Regions from separate parts of the Mus musculus genome. Here region 2 is linked to region 1. Evidence: chromatin contacts called from public ChIA-PET data. All regions are on one chromosome and are shown on one strand. The core of a region is the stretch at or near the end of the contact, and the rest is flanking DNA. Distances in the headings are between cores, read along the strand shown.

The links. ChIA-PET counts read pairs in DNA pulled down with a chosen protein or histone mark.
Region 2: an RNA polymerase II ChIA-PET map of memory CD8 T cells shows a contact between it and region 1, with 60 read pairs. The contact joins two enhancer-like sites. A contact is called at or near these places in 1 of 15 datasets of contacts at CTCF or cohesin (pro-B cells), 2 of 484 Hi-C or Micro-C datasets (CD4 T cells and liver) and 4 of 115 datasets of contacts at active chromatin or transcription factors (CD8 T cells, effector CD8 T cells, large pre-B cells and 1 more).

Annotation. Positions count from the first base shown.
Region 1 is chr12:117,990,599-117,997,908 of GRCm38.p6, reverse strand. It overlaps Dnah11 (dynein, axonemal, heavy chain 11), which reads left to right. Exons shown (of 82, transcript NM_010060.3): 55 at 2,619-2,780. Among named protein-coding and RNA genes, the nearest start is that of Cdca7l, 150 kb to the right of the region's middle. Within about 2 kb of position 2,773, at least 42 of the 459 cell types and tissues checked have an H3K27ac peak or open chromatin away from gene starts, as enhancers often do. A contact at or near this core is called in CD8 T cells, effector CD8 T cells, memory CD8 T cells and 1 more, where this site is marked.
Region 2 is chr12:118,372,646-118,379,955 of GRCm38.p6, reverse strand. No RefSeq gene overlaps it. Among named protein-coding and RNA genes, the nearest start is that of Sp4, 75 kb to the right of the region's middle. Within about 2 kb of position 2,630, at least 72 of the 459 cell types and tissues checked have an H3K27ac peak or open chromatin away from gene starts, as enhancers often do. A contact at or near this core is called in CD8 T cells, effector CD8 T cells, memory CD8 T cells and 1 more, where this site is marked.

The DNA.
Region 1 (7,310 bases), core at 1,524-4,023:
CATTTTGAGCTGAGCATTGCATAGTGTAAGGTAAGATTAAGTTTCCTCTCAAAGTTCTTCCTCCTCAACATCACATGGTACCCACATTTTCCATGATATTGATGATCATATATTCATTATTTTCCTGACGTTAGTTGTAAATTGATTACTCAAATATTACATGTTCTAAGAAAACCTTGGTGACAATGTCTAATTTTTTAAATTACAGTTAAGGTCTTAAATTTCTCTTTCCAGCTGTTTCTTCTCCCCATATTCAAGGATTTCTCTTCTTTTCTCAAGATGGTGACTTTCCACAACTGATTCTCTTTGACTGGCATGATTTCACAAATTTCATTTGAGTACAGCAGAGGCAGAGAAATCTCATACTTGAGGTTCCAAGTATTTTCCCATGACTTCTATATTTAATCTACTTCTATCCTCATCAGTGGCATATTGTTGACTCTTAAGAATGGTGTCTGAATCACATTTATTCAGCCTTGGGGAAAAGTGATCTTATTGTGTTACTTTATGTGCCTGAATTATTTACTGAAAGATAATATAACAAAGTCTTTCAACAATCTGTTTTTGTTTTCTAGAATTAGAGATATTTTTTTGTGTCTTGCTACTAGTAAATAACTAAACAAGGATCATCATCATATAATTTCACACTGGGCTGGGCACTAGATAAAGAAGACCCATGGCTCTCAAAAGATGCTCTGAGAAGTGACTATGTATTATAGTAAAGTCCAAGCATCGGGAAGTCTAACAGGACAGCTCAGCAATATATGCTTTCAGGAAGCAACCAAAAAAATATATGGGCAAATAAGGGGGAAATAGATATAAACAATGGAATATTGTTCTACTGTAGACATTTGCCACACCATAGATGACCTTTGATGTCATAATGCTAAGCTCATTTCAGATTAGCCAATACTGCATAGTCTGCTTATACTATATGCTCTGAATTAAACTTGTAGAAGCTGGTACAGTGTCTGCCATAGACTCAGGAGACTGTGAGGAAGTCTCTGTAGACAGATAAAAGTTTAACTCATAAATGATGAAAAAGTTCAAGAGATGTACATTCTGCCCACAGCTGATAGCACCATCCATTTTACACACTGATACAATTTAACAATGTAATCATAGTAGAAAAAAATAGATATTAGCGTTCTGTCTTGAAATGTTAACTATAGCAAATAAACCTGTTAAATGAGGTATTGTACAGGTTGATATATGCTAAGATTTTTTTTCTCACAAGGATTTTAAAATATCATAAGTAGCAAAAAAAAAATATCTTCTGAGTCAGTGACAGCATCCATTGGCTGACCATGGTCTTGAGCTCAGCCTTGGAACCAGGAGGGTCTCATTTTCTACCATCAACCTGTCCTAAGAAGAGAAAAGAGATACTGTCCACTCGGGCCTTTCCCAGCTGACAGATAACCTAGTTTTCAAGTATATAGCAGTGGTGGCAGGGATGGGGGTGCATAATGAATCCTTGCAGTCTCCTGTGTCTTCATGCTTTCCCTGAGCTTACACTTCTAATGGTGGTCCTCTAAAGCTCAGGACCCTTGAATGGTCACACCTACTGTGCTGACAATGAAGAGTTCCTCCCATCCACTGTCTGTGACATGATATTGCAACCAACCTCAGGCTCTACCGATGAATCCCTGTGTCTAGAGAGAGTATACAAATACACGACTGGATCCTCTGACTGTCATGTCCCCATCCATGAATCCCACCAGCTGTGCAGTGAAAATATTTGAAGAGGAACACAACTGTACGGAGTGTGCATATAACCGTACCGAGTGTGTACATACTTCTTTTTATTGTCTTGATTCCCTAAATAGCACAGAATAACAACTCCCTACACTGTTTACCTTGTCTTAGGGGCAATAAGTAATCCTAACAGGAAGGACTAATAGGTGGTTGAAGGATAATAGGTTTGACCTGTGAAAGCAATATACTTTTCATATAAGTGTTTGGAAAACCTGTGGGTATGTTAGGGATCCTGGAACTGATCCCTGGCAGATCCCAAACACAGAACAATGGCTTATTCAGATATTAATTAACTTTTAAATCATTAGCTAGTAAGAAAAAAACTTTTCTTAGCAGAAACATGCTACCCAAGTTTTAAATTTTTCTCTGAAAAATCTCAGGTGAGAACTAAAGAAGATACTTTTTATTTTAAATGCAAACAGAAATTGATGTCATTTGTGATGATAAATCTGGCTTTATTTTATTGTTTTATACTTTGCGTTGAAAAGGTATTTCAGCTTTGTGAAACCTACTGAATCATGTAACAGAAGGAATTTGCAGGTAGAAATGTTGACGATCATGGTGACTTATTTTTATGTGGCTTGTGTTAGGGAACAAGTAAAATGTCCCACTCCCAAAGGGAATCATGAGCTATGCTTGAGAGAAGAGGGGCCACATTTTGAGGAAAGCACAACTGTACTTCTGCCTGCCCTGTGGCACCGCCACTCTGAAAGTCAATGCTACCTTGCACCTTGCTGCCTGGGCTGGGGTAGCTGATTAGTGTGTCTGGCCTTGCCCCCTTCCTCATTGTCTGAGACTTCAGTGTACTGCTTGGCACACTCATCCCTCTGTTGTTTCTGACCTGTCCCCCCTCACCCCTACAGATGGTTTTTTGTTTCTCACCGGTTGGCCACACACTGCGAGTTAGAGCCCGGAAGTTCCCAGCCATAGTTAACTGCACAGCTATTGACTGGTTTCATGAATGGCCACAGGAGGCTCTGGTCTCAGTCAGCAGGAGGTTCATCGAAGAAATTGAGGGGATTGAGGTACGTTGCGTCAGCCTGAGGTAGGTACCCAGCGTGCACAAGTCTCAGTACACTATTGGCAGGAAGCTCGGTCAGCCACTTTCAGTTTCGCAATCTCTGTATCAAATATGTATCTCTTCTTTTATGTTGCTTTTCATTGTATCTGGGTTTTGTGCATTGTTGGGGGTGGGATTCTGGCCTTATGGGGTTATAAGTTATCTTTGTCACTTCTTGATGAGTTTGGTATCTCCAAATACGTTTTTAAATGTCTGTGTGAAAAAAGTAGGTTTGAAGAATAAAGAAAGCAACTGAATCAAGCCTTCCGATTTCCCAGTGGAGTTGAGGCCAGGATCCTTTCTGATTAGAGAGATTGTGTTAGAATGTGACTCCCAGAGAGCTTTGCCCTCACCTCCCATTGAGCAATAAGGTGGGAGTGCCTAGAATAGACCCAGAATTAGTGGAAGTGGCTCTCTCTAAGCCAAAATTGATTGGGGACACTTAAGTAATGTCGTAAGTTCTCACCCTCTCCCTTACTCCAGGAGCCATGATCACCCACATCCAAAGAAACATTATGGCACTTTGTTAAATAGCGTGTCCTCGGGTGGCCAGATGGTTAGAGTCTGGGTATGTTTATGAGATTGACGGTTACTATGCCGCTGTCTTTATTGCGTGGCATGTTATTTTTCCTTTGCGTCTCCTTAAAAAGGGCGTAACCCTATGGGTGTGTGTAGCTTGGGAGTGGTGAAAAGCATTCACTGCTGCATACAGGTTTTCTTTCTCCCCTAAACATGTCTATGAATCTGTTGATCACTGGACTGCAGGGGGAAGCAACATTTAACATGGCAAACACATCTGGGGTGGGAGCACATGCCTGCCTCCTCTCTCCTTCTCTCTTCCACAATCATGTGACAAGTACACGCACAAGGAAACAAGAAAAAAGAAAAGAAAAGAAACGAAAAGAAAAGAAAAGAAAAGAGAAAAGAGAAAAGAGAAAAGAGAAAAGAAAAGAAAAGAAAAGAAAAGAAAAGTCAAGTCTTCTGAAGTTGGGGGGGGGGTAGGAATTAGATCTGCACATCTAGAGAGCCATTAGTTATGATAAAAGTAGTGTTAAGTGTTACTCCCAGCCCCTAGGACAATCTTCAGGTTCTTTAATGTTGTTGAAATACTGGGGCATCATCTTATCTTCCAACAGCTGAGAAGAGAGGTTGGAAGTTCTGATTCTACAGGAATCAATGCCACATACTACTAGCAGATTTCTAGTTTCCTTGGTTCATTTTTATCAAACTTGGAACAAAAGAAGTGGGCTGGTTTCTGAATGGAGTTTTGATTCTCCTCGGTTGGTAGGAGATCCAAGCTAGCAGCTCCAGAGAAGCACACGCACAGCCTCACAGCCTGCCAGTCTTTGCTGTCCTGTGTCTGTGTCTGCTTTCTCCAGCGGAGCAGCATCTCAGCCTGGCCAGGACTATTGACACCTGCTGGATGAGGCGGGCTTTGCAGTCCCGAGGGCTGCACAAGGTGCTGTGGTCTATCTGACGGTGTCATGCCGCCTCCTATAGGATCCTGGGTGTCAAATAGGAATACTTTTCTTAGCACTTCAGCCTTCCCATCAAGCTGAATTCTGCCTGCTAACAATCAGCCAGATGATTTCCTTTCATTATAAGGTGCTGATTTAACCCTCCCACCTTCCTGATTTGTCACACGGGAAGCACTAATTATAATTCAGAGTACTGTGGGACCACATTCCCCTAAAACCATGTGGTATCTTTTCTGTAGAGGTCAGAAACAGCTTTTACATTTTTGAATGAGTGCTAATTTGATTGCTTTTTTAGTCTTAATTTCCATCAGCAAGACTGAAAGTTATCGGCATAATTTTGTCACTTCTTAATTATTGACCTCATTGGATGAGTGGAAGGTACTTATACAAACAAGGTGACCCCTTTTGGCCATAGACAAGCCATGTTATATATGTTGACATCAGTACATACTCAGGGCTGAGGCAGCCCACAGCCCTGACTGCATCTAACTGAATGGGTATGCTATTTTTTTTCCTGTTACCTGATACGGAACTAAATGACAGCTGACAAATAAAGGACATAAAAGCAGTCTGACACCTAAGTGTCAGTCACTGTGTTGCTCATCAGACACTCCTGTCAATATGCGCTGCCTCTTGCAGTGAGGTAGGAAGAGGCAATATAAGGCAGGAGGGAGGGAAAGTCTTGCATACCACTAGGAGTAGGGTTGAAGGTGCAGATGGAAGCAAGTTGGGGATGTGATGGTTAGTGCACAGGCTCCAGTTAGGAATGCATGGAGCAAAAAAGTAGATGGTATTGGGAACGTAAGAGAAAAACATTGGTTTTGGTTTCTTTAAGGCAAAGTGAGCCTTAGGCATTCTCGAAATCAGGGTCATATGAAAGGACATGTTTTAATGTAAATTTAAAATATGAGCTGACAGGGGAGGGGGAATTCTGTTGCAGGATTTGAGGACAGAAGCAGCCCATGTCACTTGGGCATGATATCTGACTGACAGAGGAAGGAAGGTCTGCCCTCCTGAAGTAATGACACTGCAGTGAGGGCTCAATGCCACGCCACTATTACAGTTAAATGTGGTGCTGCTGCCATGTCTGCATCCCCTACCTTAGAAGGTGTAGCACAGAATGGCAGGGGTGATCCACTCAAATAGAAGTTACCTTTCTGTCAGATTTAGACTTGATGCTTCTCCAGTGCCTACACATGTGTGTGACTACATGTATACACACACACACACACACACACACACACACACTCCTTGTGCCAAACAGGAGGGGCATTACATTTATTGCGTCAGTGATAACTATGCTATATTGATGATTTGGGCCACAATTCTTTCATTGAAATGTCAATTACAAGTGTTAACTTATAAAGTCCGAAGTTGACCATGCGGACAATACGATAACTTTTCAAGTAGAATCTTGGATCCTGTTGGTAGCCCTAATGATCTAGGTTTAGCTGTGCATACTCAACACAAAGAATAAAGACACACGGAATGTGGAAACAGAAAAGAGACTTTGTTTACATTGGTGAGAACATTAAAGAGAGAAATCCTGAGTCCAGCTTAAAGCTACTAGCATAAGGTTAGGTTTAAATAGACTGCATGTGCTTTACCTGATTAGAAAGTCCTGGTCCAAGTGTGGCCCTGCCCACCATGGCCCCTTCAGTGTCTCACTTGCCATGTGTCTTATAAGTTGTAGGAATACTCTCTTTCTGGTGGCTGTCACAGTATCTTCAGCCTTTCCCTACAGTATGATTCCAGGGCCAATTCTAATTCTTTGGGATCTGTTGTTTCATTAGTCTGATAGCTGAGGAGAGGTGTGTGCACGTCCTTTTAGAATATCTAGCTTCCTACACAGTAGTTACACTAAAGCCATTTTGAAGTACCAAGACAAAACCAAAGGAAGATCTTAGGGATCTGCCTAAACTTCATCCTAGCCTCAGCTTCTATCTTCAAATTGGTGGGAAAGCCCCATCACGGTTCACACCCTTCTCCATCATCATCTTTAGCTCTGTGTGTACGTCATTATATATGTAGTGCTCTGTGCCTATTAGGCAAATATAGAATACAGTTTTTTAAAGAATACTGTTTTCCCAACAGGGTTTTTTGTTTTTGTTTTTGTTTTTTCAGCTTTCTAAAGATTAGGAATCCTATCACCCATGAAAGCAGGGTCCGGTTCTTATAGCTGTTTGGGATCTGTGTGTATTGTTCAGCTAGAACCAGCTCTACATAAAAATTCATAGTTTTGTGGCTTTGGGGGATGTGTTAGCCTCACCAGCCACAATATCTCCTGCCTTATCTTCCCACAGGGAAGGGTTATCTGGGGCTGGGGAGATGACTTAATGGGTACCAAGCACTTGCCACACAAGTGTGTGTGTGTGTGTGTGTGTGTGTGTGTGTAGTTCTGATTCTAGCACCCACATGAATTCTGGGTGGGGATGGAAGCACTAGAGAGACAGAGAAAGGGGATTCCCAGAGGAAGCCGGCTACCTAAATGATCTGAATCAATGTGCTCTAGGTTCAACTGAAACAGTCTATAATAGGTAGAGAGTGATTAAGGTAGACCTCAACATCAACTTCTGGTACACACTTATGTGTGATGCAAAACACACACTGGATGGATAGGTGGGTGGGTGGAGGATGGATGAAGGATAAATGGATGGAGGATGGATGGATAGATGGATAGATGAGAAAATGGGCTTTCCTGAATTTCCTCTGGACTCTTCATTGCATTAATTCCAAGTCACTTCAATGTGTCCATGTTGTGGAGGAGTCTCCAGGAGCCACCTCTTCTGATAGTAGACCCTCACTTGCACTGGTTACCTCTCTGATCCCAGCCTCATGAGAAAGAAGGGCCCGTCCTTGCATAGGTGACAGATGGCAGCTGATGCTCAAGCCTGTGGATGGATCTCAGAGCCCAGGCTTTCCTTTACTGCATTTGTGCAGATATTTAGAAAGCCTGGAAAAAGAATTGATGCAATGAAACCACTTTTGTGGCAGGAGAAAGCAAGGAGAACACTTAA
Region 2 (7,310 bases), core at 1,381-3,880, 380 kb before region 1:
ATGGAAGTCATCTGCTCTGCTGTCTTTCACCTACCTCATCCATCTTGCCTTTCAAGACATGATTTTTTATTGGCCTGGAGCTCACCAGTAGACTAGGTTAGCTGATCAGTCAGCCCCAGTGATCTGCCTGTCTCCACTTTCCTGACACTGTGTTACAAGTGTGTACCACCATGCTCTGCTTCTTATACATAGGTTCTGGGAATCATACTCAAGCAAGCTATTTACTGACTAAGCTATGACCCAGTTTTTACATTATTATTTTACATCTTAAATTTGGCTTTGGGGATTTAACAACAAAGACTTAGATTAGTTTTTCTCTGCTACCTGTTTCTGCATATCATGAAGGAAGGGGGTGCACTGAGTATGCTCTCATCATGGAGAGCCACTCATGAAATACAGCTGGCCTCTAATATCCCAGGCTTCCACATCTGCAGATGAACCAACCTCATGTAAAAATAGTATAAAGAAAGAATTGATCTGGACTGGAATGCACAATGGGTTTTTTTTTCTTGCTGTTATTTCTTAAACAAAGCAGTATTGCTGTCTGAAAAGTATTTATATTGAATTGGGCATTATGCATAATCTAGAGAGTATTTAAATGATACAAAAAATCGCGTAGAAACTATTTGCCAAAGTGAAAGCATTTTTTTATAGGCAAGCCTGAGCATCTGTAGTTTTGACGATATCTACAGGGATCTGGAACCAATTCCCCAGTGGATAGAAAGGGACCACTGTACTAGAAAAAACACACATCTGTTCACATACCAAAATAGCAGTATTAACCAAGGAAAGGGATGAGGATGGATTCCTGTGAGACAAGAACACTTCACGTTTTGCTGGGTAAGAAACCCAGAAGGAGAAGAATGGATTCATAGATCCCAGAGCAGACCTCAGTGTGGATGTACTGAGGTCCCTTTTAACCCCCACAATTCCCTCTGGGGTAGAAGCAATGGGCTGTGAATTAGAGGTGGGAGTTGTTGTTGTAGTTGTTGTTTTGTTGATTTGTTTTGACTTTTCAAGATAGGATTTCTTTGCAGTCCTGGCTGTCCTGGAATGAGCTCCATAGACAAGGCTGGCCTTGGATTCAGATCTACTTGCTTCTGCCTAGGGAGTGCTGGGATCAAAGGCATGTCCTACCACCACTAGGGTGAGAGATGGGTTTTGATCTCAGCTCTACTCCCTACTCGTGGCCTTGATGTTAGCCTCTGCTCCTCAGTTCTTTTTCTTAAAAGTAATTTCTCTTGGTCACTGGTTCTCAGAGCACAGCCCTGAGAGCAGGTTCACCAGCAGGACCTAGCAACCTATAGAAACACAAGCATTGAACCCAGTCTCCATGGCAGAGGGATAAAGTCTGGGATGACCCCAGACAATGGTGCATCTATGATGCCTATATCCTCCAGCGTTGGTGCTGTGTGTGGAACAGATGACCATGTATAAATGCAAAGACAGGACTGTTGACCTATGGTGTACCTTAAGTGACCATGTCACCTGAGTTCTTTCATTTCTCACCTTTACACAGTCCTTCCTCCATTCATCTGCAGATCCAATTCCTTTCTGTGTTTCTCTCTCTCTTTTCTTCCCCATCCCAAGGCAAAACAACAGTCTAACATGCTCACCCCTCCTAGGCCAATTATTGACAATGCAGTCCACATGCTGATGAAAGAACCAATTAGTGAAAATGCCTTTTTTTTTTCTTTTCACCGAACAGAAAAGCACTAACTGGCTATTTAAAGTCATGCGGGAACTGCCACACACAAAGCCCGATGATTTGGCTGAATTTTTCACTTTCCAATTGCTTATGTGGGTGCTGTGTAGACAAAACCCAAACTAATTACTCTGTAGGTCGCTGGCTTTCACCACAGCAACAGAATGTGGGAGTCATGGACAGAAGATGCAGCCAAATGGGGTCCCTGGGAAGAGGAAATAAGCCATGTTTCCCCTTAAATCTGGCCTGTATTTATTGTTAGTAAAAGCTCATAATGAAAATTGCTGCACTCAAGTGCTGACAGGCACATTCAAATGAACAGAGCCTCCGTACTTGGCACATGTGGACTTCACTCCATGGCACTTGTTTGTGTAACATTTCCATCATTTACCAGAACTTTGTTTTTCTAATCACTAGATTGATAGAAGTAAGTATGGAGTATCGGGGAGAAGGGCAAAGCTTAGAAACAAATACACAAGCCCGCATTTGTATCAATCCATTGGCTTAATTGATAATCAGTGTGTTTCTATTTGCTTTAAAACCAATTATTGTGATTTAGCTGAATCAAAGGGAACTCTCCCTTTAAAGCTTAATTTGAGATACTAGAAATAACTTTGAAAATGTCACAATTTCAATCAAATTTATTAGGCAGATTATATACTATCAAGTGTCAATTCTGTCTGGGCAATTGTCGGCGGGGGGGGGGGGTGGGGTGGGGTGGGGCGCTTCAAAAATACTGTCAGCAGAGAATTTGGCACCATGATCTGGGGGTAGTTCTCGAGTCTGTTCACACAGCTCTGGATTCTAGTGTCTTTGACATTGATGGGCTTACCATTCTTCATCTTCTTTCTCTTCAGTCTGTCTTTCAACTCTGCGAAGCGGCACTGAGGCTTCCTCTGAGAAGTCAGCGGTTGTACTTCCTGTGCCCGTCTCGGTATCAGAGAGTGTTTCAAGGCTCAGCGGCCCAGGCCTGCCCTGTGGCTCTCCTACAGGAAGCTGCTTCTGACTTTGAAGACACGCACAAGCATGGGTGCTTCCTAAACAGGGGCGCATGCTGACGGTCCTGGCTGGGCTGGTGATGGATTTTTTTGGTTTTCTTTTCTTTCTCCTTTTGTTGTTATCATCATCTAATTTTTTCCCTAAGGGTAGGCATTTTTTCCAAGGACTGCTGTTACTCCATTTGAAAAGAGAGAAAACTCTCTCAGAGAGCTCAGACTCCTTCCACAAGCACAGGAAGACAGCTGTTGTTATCTTTAGGCCAGACTTGACTCACTAGAGAGCCCCGCTGTTCTGCAGGGTAGAGCGTCCTGAAGGGTACTGCTCTTCAAGGCAGAGCTTGCAAACTAAAGATGAATTTGCTGATGACATTGGCAACCCAAAAGGCTCTAAAGCACTGCAGAGCTCTTCCTGTGGAGGAGGAGGGTGGGGAAGCCATCAGAGCTTCTTCCAGGAACCACCCTGTCAGATGCTCAGTGCAGTGCAGTCTGAATCATGCTTGGTGGTTCCAGCACCTACTGAGCAACCTCAAACAAACAACTTGGCCTTTCTCACCTCAGCCTCCTATTAGGCAAAGTGACTGTATTAGGTAATACTGATTTTGCACCTTTGTCAAGGATGTTACTAACCACAGAGCTTTCCACTCCCAGCTTGAGCTTTGGGGAATTTCTAAAAACATCAAATGGACTCTGATGCTTCTTTCGCTTTGATGGCCCCCTGCCTCCGTAAGCAGGTTTTCATTGCTCACGTGCAATAGAAAACAATCTGATTTGCCATATCAATATTTAAAGTTAATGAACTTATAATATTCAGTCTGTAATATGGCTGGTTCGCATAAGGATTAAAGTCCATATCGAATCTGAATTTCTCACTAAGGACTGTAGTCAGCTGAAGATGTTTCCCATCAAGGTGAGTATACTACTGTCTAAGCTGTGGTCTTGGTTTTCTTTTCTCACCACTGAAACAAAAGCAACTTAAAGAAGAAAGGCTCTAGCAGAACCTCAAAGGTAGCAGAGAATACATCCAGCAACAGATGGAAGCAGATACAGAGTACCACAGTCAAACATTACGCTGAGACCTGGGAGTCCTATGGAGGGGTGGGGAAGAAGGATTGGAGGAACCAGAGGGGTCAGACACATCACAAGAACATGGCCCAATCAACTAAGTGGGACTCATGGGGACTCACAGAGATCAGGGAGCCTATAGGGGGTCTGACCTAGATCCTCTACATATATGTTTGGGTGAGTAACTTGATGTCCTCTTGAGAATCTTAACAGTGGGAACAGGGACTGTCCCTGACTCTTTTGTCTCCTCCTGGGACCCTTTTCTTCCTACTGGGTTGCCTGTCCAGTCTTGATATGATGCTTTGAGTCTGGTGTTATGTAGCTTGCTATGCCATGTTTGCTTGAAGTCCCTGGGAGGGCGGTTCTTGTCTGAAGGCAAAGGAGGGTGGGATCTGGGGGAGATGTGAGGTGGTGGGGAGACACTGGGGGAGGGGAGGAAGGGAACATTGGCATCAGAGCACTGGTATATTTGGAGTATGGAAGAACTAAGTACTGACTCCTAAATTCAGTGGCTTGAACAATGTCAATACGTTAGCTCCTTGCTCCAAGTCAGAGTGAGTGTGGTGTGGTGTGACCTGGTTCATCGTGTCTCAACATGGCTGGAGTCTCTGCTCAGAGAGCAAATTGAGATGGATGTCCATAGGCTTGGAGCTTAGCACAGGGTCTGAGGGCAAATCCTCTTCAGGTTCATCTAGGTTCTTGTCAGAACCCAGACCTTGCAGCTGAGCATCAAGTCCCGATTTTCTGGAAGTTTATTATGTAGAGCCACCTTGGATGCCTTCGGGATACACAGACTCTATTTAACGATGTTGCGGGAAATCTCCAACCCAAATATGCCCAGCAATGAAAACGCAACTCAATTAATATGAATACATGCTGTGCACCTAGATTGGGCACATCTACCACTACACTATCATCTTCACCATCTGTGAGACCCCATATAACTTGTAGTTTCTCCAGGCCATGTGCTTCTGCTCAGCTGTTCTTCCACCTCCTCCTCTGTCCTCCTTGTCCTCTCTCCCTTTCTCTCCCCAACCTTCAACTCCACCTTCTCCTCTTTTCTCTGCCCAGTCACCAGCTCTAGCTTTTATTTTACAAATTAAGGTGGGAAGCAGGTTTACAGGAAATCACCTGAGTGCTGACTCATTCCTTGTTCACAACCCCTCACCGGAGAACGGAATTAACATCAAATATAATTAGCCCCAGGGCTAGTATCCTCAACAGAACTCTCCTGTTCAGATATCTCTAACAGCCTCTTCTGGTCTCAGCCAGAAAGACTCTAGTATTTAGGATATGTGTTCTTCTGTTGCTCCAATCAAGGCTACCCTCCCTATGTCACAGTATCTATTCCAGACCTAGAGTGTGGGATGTAATGTTTTAAAAGACTTTTTTAAAAAATTTTTTGACAACTGTCATAAAGGGATTTCGGCCAGTGAGGGTATGGAACATAACCCTGCAATCCCAGATCTCCATAAGGAGTGTAAACAACACATGGTATGACTATGAGGGAATAATATTCACTCGTTAAAAAGAAGAGAATCCTAATGCATACCACAATGTGAATGAAGTTAGATAATATGTAAATGAAATAAACCTAATTCCACTTTTACTAGTTACCAGTCATAGGCAAATTCATAGTAAGAGAAAGTAGAATAGAGGTTACCAGGTACAGTGAGGAAAGGGAAATAAAGATAGTTATCATTTCATTTCTGAGACATTTCTGTTTGGAATGATGAAAAGATTCTGGGAACTGATTCTGGAGGCTGCTGCAGAGGAGTGTGAACACATCTGCTGCAGAGGAGTGTGAACACATCTGCTGCAGAGGAGTGTGAACACATCTATCAGTGGCATTAAATTACACACCCGAAATGGTTTGAATAGTAAACTTCATTTTGTGTGTGCGTGTGTATGATACTTCTTATCACAATAACGAAAAATTAAATGTTGAAATAAAGGAGAGCTTAAGAAATCCCTAGGAGGGATTACAGCCTGAAAGAAGCAGTTTGCGAAGGAGATCATATGAGGGAGGGTGGGGGAAAGATATGGACTGGGTGGAGGAGGGTCTGTCATATTTTGGTTCTTTCTGGTTCTGAAGCCAGGAGTGACCTGCCTTTTGTTATGCCATGGCTCTTGTTCACACAGGCTGCCTGGAGAGCAAAGCTCATCTGTTTTCATTGGCATCTCAGGACCTCAAGGGTTGGTGGTACAAGTGTGAGTTAAGTAGTTGATAGTGAATAAATGTCACAATGTTGAAATTCTGGGAAACAAAAGAAAGAAGGCAACATAGTGACTGAGCACTGCTTAACAGTGGCCTTCTTTGTAAAGCAGAAAGGTGCACACTAACTCTACAAGTTGATGGCTGAGATCCTCAGGTTTATAACAATAATGCAGATGTCTGACCCTATGACTGTGGGCATTTTCCTTGATAAGGAAATATACTTTCCACCTTAAGGTCTTGTGTTGTCTCCTCTCCCTGGAATGTCAGCCTTCTGTCTCAACACAGTCACACCCTCCACCTCCTCTACTCATTCAATGTAAAAGCTGCCCTTAGAGATGAGCGTGTTCCACTTACTCAGATATACTTGGAAAACCCCTGTGAAGGTTTAGCCACTCCTTCCCCAGGCCTGGTTCGCCTCCAATCATCCCATCTGCCTTCTTCTTCGAACGCACATGTGCCTTTCCTGCTAAACTGCAGATTTAAATTCAGTACGGGGGTGGGGGGGGGATATCACATCTGCTTGGATGGGACAAACGGATGAGATAGAACCAAGTGGGTGTGAAGCACTCACTCACTAACATGTCTCTGCCTAAAACATAAACCACAAAGAACAGAGAGTAGCCTCTTCCAAACAGAACTGTTTCCTTTTGATGTTCAGTGTGCCTGTGTCATATCTAAAGAGACACTTGGAGGAGCCACATCTTGTAGTCTCTGCAGTATTAAGTTTCCTGGTTCTTTTTGTTGCTACTGTTCTTAGACAAGGCCTTACAATGTAGCTGGTGCTAGCCTGGTACTGGCTATGTAGACCAGGCTGACCTCCAACCCAGAGAGAGCTTCCTGCACCTGAAATGTTGAGGTTAAAGGTGTGTGCCACCGTACCCATCCATTTTCTCAGCTCTTTGTTCTCATATCCAAGATACTCCCAGGTTTGCTGATGATTTAACTGCAGCAAAACAATAGAGGTGCCCATGTAAGGAAAAGGTGTGTATACAAATAGTTACTAATTCTAACTCAAATCCAAAATTCTGACCCTGGATTCTATCTTCAGTTTAAAGGGAAATGAAAAGAGTGAGCTCTCTATTTGAGACGAGGTCACGTGGTCTGAACCCATTACCTAGAGCATGGTTCTCTTGCCTGTAATCCTAGCACTTAGGAAACTGCAACAGGAAGATTGGTATGAAGTCAAAGCCACCCTCAACTACTTAGTAGGCCTGAGGTACCATGTGAGACTGTACTGTCCACATTGACCATTTAACATGACGAACTTTATGGGGTTGTACAGTGACATTTCTCCATTTGTAAAGAACTCAGTCATGCCTAGTGTAGT